2 separate regions of the Danio rerio genome follow, and region 2 is linked to region 1. Evidence: chromatin contacts called from public Micro-C data. All regions are on one chromosome and are shown on one strand. Each heading gives the region's core, a stretch centred on a gene start, on an enhancer-like site or on the middle of the called end of the contact. The rest is flanking DNA. Distances are from core to core; before and after follow the strand shown.

Region 1 (3,832 bases), core at 158-2,657:
CAAAATAAATTAATTCCAAGTGGGACCCTGGATCACACAACCAGTCTTACATTACTCACACATACCTGTATTTTGGCAATAGAAAAAATTAATCATATGTGTCAAAATGATAGATTTTTCTTTTACCCCCAAAATTATTAATATATTACATAAAGATCATGTTCCATGAAGAAACATACATTTCCTATTGTAAATTAGGGCTGAACTATTTACTTGTTGCTATTATTCATTTATTCATTCATTTTCTTTTCAGCTTAGTCCCTTTTTAAATCTGGGGTCACCACAGCAGTATTCAACACATGTTTTATGCAGCGGATGCCATTCCAGCAGCAACCCATCACTAGGAAACATTCATACACACTCATTCACACTCATACACTATGAACAATTTTAGCTTACCCAATTCACCTATAGCACGTTATTGGACTGTGGGGGAAACCAGAGCACCTGGAGGAAACCCACACCAACACAGGGAGAACATGCAAACTCCACACAGAAATGCCAGCTGACCCAGCTGAGGTTCAAACCAGTGACCTTCTTGCTGTGATGTGATCGTGCTACCCATTGCGCCACAGTGCTTTTATATTTACTATTAAAACAACCAGCGTTCAGGACATGTGATTTGTAGGGTCATCATTAAGTTTAACCCTAACAGAGTGAAATAGTTTTAGGATTTCAAGTGAATTTAAACAAATAAGTTTTTTAGTTATTGCATTTCTGTATCCCACTGATTCGAAAAATGTATCCTACAGAAAATCACAAAACTTGATTTATTTAATTTGTAAGTTTGTTCAATTGTATTTATCTATGGTTTTTATTTGTTTATTAAATGCAGATATTCCCCAACAAAATAATTCCCACCAATCAAAAATTCTGAATTCATTTTCTAGTTATTGTATTCTGATTAAACAGTAAATAACAGTAAAAACATTATACCTAATTCATTAATGCATGTGAAAATACTGCAAATAAAAATTTAAACTATCCGTTTATAAAGTGAATCAATGACACTGGTATTTGCAGCCTTTATACTGTACAACAGCATCAAACTATAACTTGCACATGATGCTGCTTCCACACCAGTAGGTGTCAGTATAAAATCCCAGATCTCTCTTATGTCAAGCAGCAAACACAATCATACACCTTACTGAAAATGTCCACAGATAAACAAAATAATACTATTCCTAGATTCTCATGTCGTCACACTTATGAATTGAACATTCAAATGTGGATGACTGTGGAAAAATGTATTTTGTGTGTGACACTTGTGCAACCACAGTAAAGTGGTTTGGGGCCTTTAATTACAAGGTCTGTTTGAATTCTAGCCGACTATGGAAGGGGAAAAAATGTGTGTGTCTTCAAGCAAACAGCTTGAAGGGTGTTGAGACTGCGGCCTGGCTAGCGGCTGAGAGACATTCCAGAGGTGTGAGTTCACATGTGATAGTGCGTCTGTCTCTCGGGATTTGCTTTTCCCATTTAGGGCTTTCCAAAGTTCTGAAACAACTGAGAAAGGAAGTGTTAACACCTGCCATCCGGAAATCAACAACAGTTGAACATAGATGACTGATGGACGGGTGAGGAACGCAAGAATGATTAATGATGATGTGCGGTTAACTTTCATGTTTTATTTAGACCATCTGGACTTATTTGCATCAGGATTCGCAGCCAATGAATCCCAAAACACTTTTCATGAGCTGCACAGCCAAGTGCGGTGTTATACCACTTGTAAAACGGGGAGCAGCCAAAAGTACATTTTAAACTTCCACTCAAAATTAAATTTCAGGTTTAATTTATTTTCCCTAAAATAAATTTTCAGAATGTCTTTTTTTTACTCAATATACTGTCATAATAGATATATAAAAATATATATTCATATTTATAGTATATATAGTATATATATACTATAAATATATTATATTTATAGTATTTATAGTATATCGTACTTTTGACGTACATTGATCTATTCTAAGATCTATGACCTATTCTAAGATCTGAGCTTCAAATGGACAGTCAACTAAAAAGTTTGAATGAGAAGACTATTCCCAAGACTTTTTGCTTTTACATTTACATAGATTCATATATTTTGCCTTAGGCCGTACTCACACTAGGTACAGTTGCCTCCAACCGGGCCAAAGCATGCTTGTCCCCCCTCCCATCTCCCCCGACGGCCAGCACTCACACCATATCGGGCCTCGGCACGCTTACGTCATCGCTGCTGCGCTGTTCAGTGAGAAGCGCTCTCTATGGCAAGCCTTTTTAGCATTTAAATCTTTGTTCTGACTCCATAAATATATTTAGAGATATCTCTAATTATATTTTGACTAGTCATAATTATAATTCGACTACTCAGAATGACAATTAGAGATATCTGCAATTACAATTGTACTAGTACGAAATCAGATTGGAGATATCTGCAAATATATTATGATTAGTCATATTCCTCCATTGACTTCCATTGAAAAATATTTGCAGATATCTCTAAATGAGTTTTGACTATTCACAATTGTAATTGGAGATATCTCTAAATGAATTTCGACTAGTCACAATTATAATTAGAGATATCTCCAAAGGAATTTTGACAGATAGACCCTTATAATTCCATTATAATTCTGTCTTGTTTTTCTGTTTTTATTGTGGGTGTTCCACATAGTCTAATTGCACAATTCTTATTAGACAGAATAAATGTGTCCTCACTCAGAATCGAGATTTTTTTTTTGCTTAAAATAAACATTACGATTTTTCTCACGATTCTATAGATGTATAGCTAGAGTAGTTACACTGACACTGTTGAACATTTATTCTCATGAACAACAATCTATGAAAGAAAAACATACTAAATTCTTGTCGCAATATAACTCTAAAATGCGATATGATTTTTTAAATGATGTTCATGTTTTTGGTTTAATTTTCACTGCTAAGTGGTTCATACTTCCCGCGCTGCTCCAAAACGATTACTGTGCTACAAACTGAATGTTTTTTTACAACTTTATTACCTGTTATTCACAGCCTATACAGGTTCTGTTCACTAAAGCAGACTTCATTCACAGTTGTGCGCTCGCCCTCTCTGTGGCAACAGCTTATGGTCAGCTCACGTCACATGTGATTTCCCAGCCACATATACAGCATTACATGAAGATAGAAATGACATTTTTGGGTGAATTATACCTCATAAATACAGTATGTGACTCTTTCAACACTATTTGTAGGTGTCCATGTTGCTAAGCTACGTATAACAAACAATGTGAAGACTTGTGCGGCCACCTTTGCTTCTCTCCTGAACTTGAAAATATGATTGGCAGAATCATAGGAATGTTGGATTAAGGTCGTCTAGGGGATCGAATCGAGATTGCAATCTTTTTTCGATTAATCATGCAGCTCTAATCCAAAGACATATGGTATAGGTTAATTGAATAAACTAAATTGTTCCTCATAAAGTGTATGAGTGTGTGTGAATAAGTGTATATGTGTTTCCCTATATTGGGTTGTAGCTGGAAGGGCATTCGCTGCGTAAAACATAATCTGGAATAGTTGGCAGTTTATTCCTCTCTGACAACCTCTGAAATAGATTCAAAAGCGAAGGGAAATGAATGAATAAATGAATCACTTATAAAACAAATTTAAGATGAATATTAAAAGCTGTGAAGGTGAGTATATGGTAACAAAATGTACATTTTAGGTGAAATATTCTTTTAAATGAACACACATTACTGATTCTGAAGGCGGACACACTGGTATAATAGGTTTGGCTCTCAAAGGCATTTTTAGAGCCAAGAATACACTTTTGAATCTTTTTAACAGTCTGTTCACCCATGTGTAAAACGTATACAGACAA
Region 2 (4,074 bases), core at 1,517-4,016, 65 kb after region 1:
TGTACCACATGTCTTTGGACTTGTGGGGGAAACCAGAGCACCCGGAGCAAATTTCACACAAAAATGCCAACTGACCCAGCCGAGGCTCGAACCAATGACCTTCTTGCTGTGAGGTGACTGCACTACCCACTGCGCCACTGCGTCGCCAGTCACTACTATATATGTTTTTTTCTCTTGTCTATGATATTTGGCTAAGTAAAATAATCAGTCCTGTGATTTCCATGCAATCAAATTGTGCACAAAAACATTGCATCAGACAGACCTTAAGACAGTCTCTTAATAATGCATCAAACAAGTACAGTGTGGAAGCATTAAAAGTGTCCATGAACACGCAAAATCATTACACATTATGACTGAATTCACCAAATTCTAATACATTATATTTATTTTTATTTATATAGTGCTTTTTACAATGATAGTGACCAAGATTTTGTCAAAGCAGCTTAACATAGGTGACGAAATGAGTGTAAAAGGCATAATATTTCAAATTTTGGAACATTTCAGCAATTCAGGCAGGCAGATGAGTAGTGTATAATGTAATTAACCTGGAACCGCTCTTACTGATGGTCAAGAGTTTTGCGTCATGACCGAAAGGACAAGATCTCGGATACAAGCGGCTGAAATTAGCTTCCTTTGCAGGGTGGCAGGGTGAGGAGCTCTGTCACCTAGGAGGAGCTCGGAGTAGAGCCACTGCTGCTCCACATCGAGAGAAATCATCTGTTTTGGATGCCTACCTAGGGAACACTTCCCTCCTCTCCAGGCATGTCCCACCGGGAGGAGGCCTTGGGGAAGATCCAGGACATGCTGGAGGGACTATGTCTTTGGGCTGGTCTGGCAATGTCTCAAGATCCCCCCAAAAAGCTGGAGGAAATGTCTGGGGAGAGGGAAGTCTGGGGTTTTCTCCTAAGATTGCTGTTCCCCGCAACCCCGCCCTGGAAAAGTAGTTGAATATAAATGAATGAATGAATGAATGAATGAATGAATGAATGAATGAATGGAACTGCTTCAGTTCAGATTAGTATAAATGTCAATGTTGAAGTTTAGTTTAATATAGTAAGATCAGTATAATGCAAATGTCACTGCTGAAGGCCGATCTACTGAAGGGCAAATCCACTGATGTACCAAAGAGAAAAGGCCTTACACAATAACTAAATGCACTACAAATGTTATGTTTTCAAATGCATGTACAAATAGTACCACATGAGATTGGTTTGCTGGTGCCAGCTGCTGGACACTCATAAGTGTTAGTAAGGAATCAAAGTGCATAACCTAAGTGTTTACATATTGTCACAGCTAGAATATTGCATCTTAGGTTACACAGATTTCACTGTGCATGTAAACGGATCAGCCTGCTTTTTTGTCAGTTTATTATTTGTGCATATGTTAATGCAATGTGTTCTCAGATTTTACATTTTTAGTCCATGAATGGCAAAATATTTTACTTACACTTAAAAAACACCTTTGATCTGCAGGGTATGATGATTAATAAAATACTTTTAGTAGTGTGACTTTTAGAACAGATACTCTGCTTACAATACTGCTGTTTGCAAGTAATGTTTAAGTTTTTATACTTTTTACACCACTGCATGAAGCCCATGTTTGTACAAGGGAAAACTCTAAGCAATTAAAAAAAACAACAACACATGAACTGGTCCTAATTTAAAATCAGTGTATTGTGACCTTTGTTAGGCAAGGTTGCACATGCCTTGCACAATGCATTTTATGTAACAGACTCTTATAATCAGAGTAATTTTTCAGTGCTTGTATGAATCAGAATGACATCAGATTTTCCATTCTCCCTTAGCGATGTTCAAGCCTGTGGCAAGGTTCAGATAACCAATTGCTGTCATCAAAAACTAACTCATATGGCAGCTCACCAGAACAAACTCATGCCAGGACACCCACAATGACCAAATAATCCATTCAGCAGCATTAAACAATTTGTGTCACCCTACAACTGAAGCAGCTCCATTATTCAGTGGGATATTTGGTTTGGAGCGAGGTTGAGGTGGTTAGAACTGGCTTGCTCATGACAAAAGTGGTTACAGTAACTTTCTGATTAAATTGATTGAAACCTATGAATTCGATCTATTGCAGGAAAGAGAAATGTTGAGGATGAACTGATTCACTAGAATGAGTCAAGCGTGCACTCTTTATGAAAGAGAGAACATTCAGAGAGAGTGCTTGACTGTGATTCCAGTCCAGAAGCTCCGGCGAAGCCAAGAACGTCCAGAATATGGGACTAAAGAGCCTCATAATCCCCCCGCTGTGAGGGTCAGCCACACTCCTGTCTGCTTCTCCATCAGTGCTGGAGGAACACAGGGGCTTGCCAGACCATTTCTCCAAGTGTAACCTAATCTCTTTCCAGAGGTCAAGAGCTTCCATGGTTGGGTTAGAAACAGAGGCAGCTCACTAACTCTGTAGTAATGAGCTCAATGCCGTGACTGAGGTTGAGTGAGGTGCCAGATCTTCTGTCTAGATCATTTAGGGTTGTGTTAGTTTGGTTAAACTGGGACTTTTCAGATAGACATTGGGGGAATTAGACTCCCAAAGGCCTTCAGAATGGAATAAATATACACTTATACCACTGAGATCCATCAAATAGAAAATGTGATTAGTATGAGGAAAGATGTTATAGTATGATTTTGTTGTAATGTGGATGATAATTATTTACCTAACCAAAGGGTTGGTTCAAAATAAGAATATCTTCATATTTTCATTGTTTACACATCTGAGAAAAGTGTTCATACTGAAGACATGTAACCAAGCTGCTTTCTGTTGGTCAAGTGATTTTAAATAAGATCAATATACATGTGCCAATTTCTTCCTTCTCTGTCTTATGTATTTCACAGGTGTGTGTGTGGTCATGGATGTTCCTTCACTAGTATGTCTGGTGTTGCTTCTGGCAAGTGGATGGTTTCCTGAAACGGAGGGCAGCCCTCAGGAGTTTGACAGCAGTGATGAAGGTCCGGAAGTTGAATTCCTGTCAACCACTCGCACACGAAGGGCCCCTGAGCCTCCTCCACAGGACAAGTGTTCCTACACCTTCATCGTACCCCAGCAGAAGGTTACAGGAGCCATCTGTGTGAACTCCAAGGAGCCTGAGGCAGTGCTGGAGAACCGTGTCAACAAACAGGAGCTGGAACTTCTCAACTCTGAACTGCACAAGCAGAAGAGACAAATTGAGACTCTGCAGCAGCTTGTAGAAGTCGATGGTGGCATCGTCAATGAGGTGAAGCTTCTGCGCAAGGAGTCCCGTAATATGAATTCCCGAGTGACACAGCTATACATGCAGCTGCTGCATGAGATCATCCGCAAAAGAGACAATGCACTAGAGTTGTCGCAATTGGAAAACAAGATCCTCAACCAGACCTCTGAGATGCTGCAGCTTACTAACCGCTATAAAGACCTGGAGCATAAGTATCAGCACCTTGCATCGCTGGCCAATAACCAGTCAGCACTCATTGCCCTTCTTGAAGCACAGTGTCAGAGGGGGCCACCGGTACCCAGGGTACCTGTACAGCCTCAGCCACAGCCTCAGCCTCAACCCCAACCCCACCCACAACCCAGACCCTCACCACCCCTTAATAAGCCCTACCAGCCACCTACATTTAACCGCAACAACCAGATCACTAATGAGATCCAGAGTGATCAGAACCTCAAAGTACCTCCTGCACCTCCACCCACCATGCCAGGGGGAACTCACAGCCCTTCCACCACAAACAAACCCTCAGGTGAGTCTCAGCTTCATCCCTTCATTTGTACATATGCTTACTTATTATTACGATATTTGCAATTCTTTAAATGATTTTAATATAGCTTAGGCTATTTTATCTGACATTATTGTGTTAAGCCTACAAAAGTGGACACGTAATTTGTAAAGATTTACTTATTTCTGTTGTATTCATATTTGAATACAAATATGTATTTATTATCTCCGAAAGAAAGAAAGAAAGAAAGAAAGAGCTGTGAAGCGAGCGCTCTTTTGCCCGGTCTCTCACACATATGCATCTAAACGCGCACGTTTCATGCACAAACACACTTTTTAAATGTGACAAAAACTCAACAACTGAA

What was found. Hi-C and Micro-C count contacts between places; a contact is called where the count stands out from the background.
Region 2: a Micro-C map of caudal fin shows a contact between it and region 1, with 4 times the contacts expected there. The contact joins the promoter of angptl2b here to the enhancer-like site in region 1. A contact is called at or near these places in 2 of 18 Hi-C or Micro-C datasets (caudal fin and an unstated tissue).

The regions. Positions count from the first base shown.
Region 1 is chr8:35,076,879-35,080,710 of GRCz12tu, forward strand. All of the region lies in intron 9 of ralgps1 (Ral GEF with PH domain and SH3 binding motif 1), which reads right to left. Among named protein-coding and RNA genes, the nearest start is that of angptl2b, 65 kb to the right of the region's middle. Within about 2 kb of position 1,408, at least 9 of the 62 cell types and tissues checked have an H3K27ac peak or open chromatin away from gene starts, as enhancers often do.
Region 2 is chr8:35,140,820-35,144,893 of GRCz12tu, forward strand. It overlaps angptl2b (angiopoietin-like 2b), which reads left to right and starts at 2,767. Exons shown (of 4, transcript NM_001126478.1): 1 at 2,767-3,734. The coding sequence starts at 2,840. All of the region lies in intron 9 of ralgps1 (Ral GEF with PH domain and SH3 binding motif 1), which reads right to left.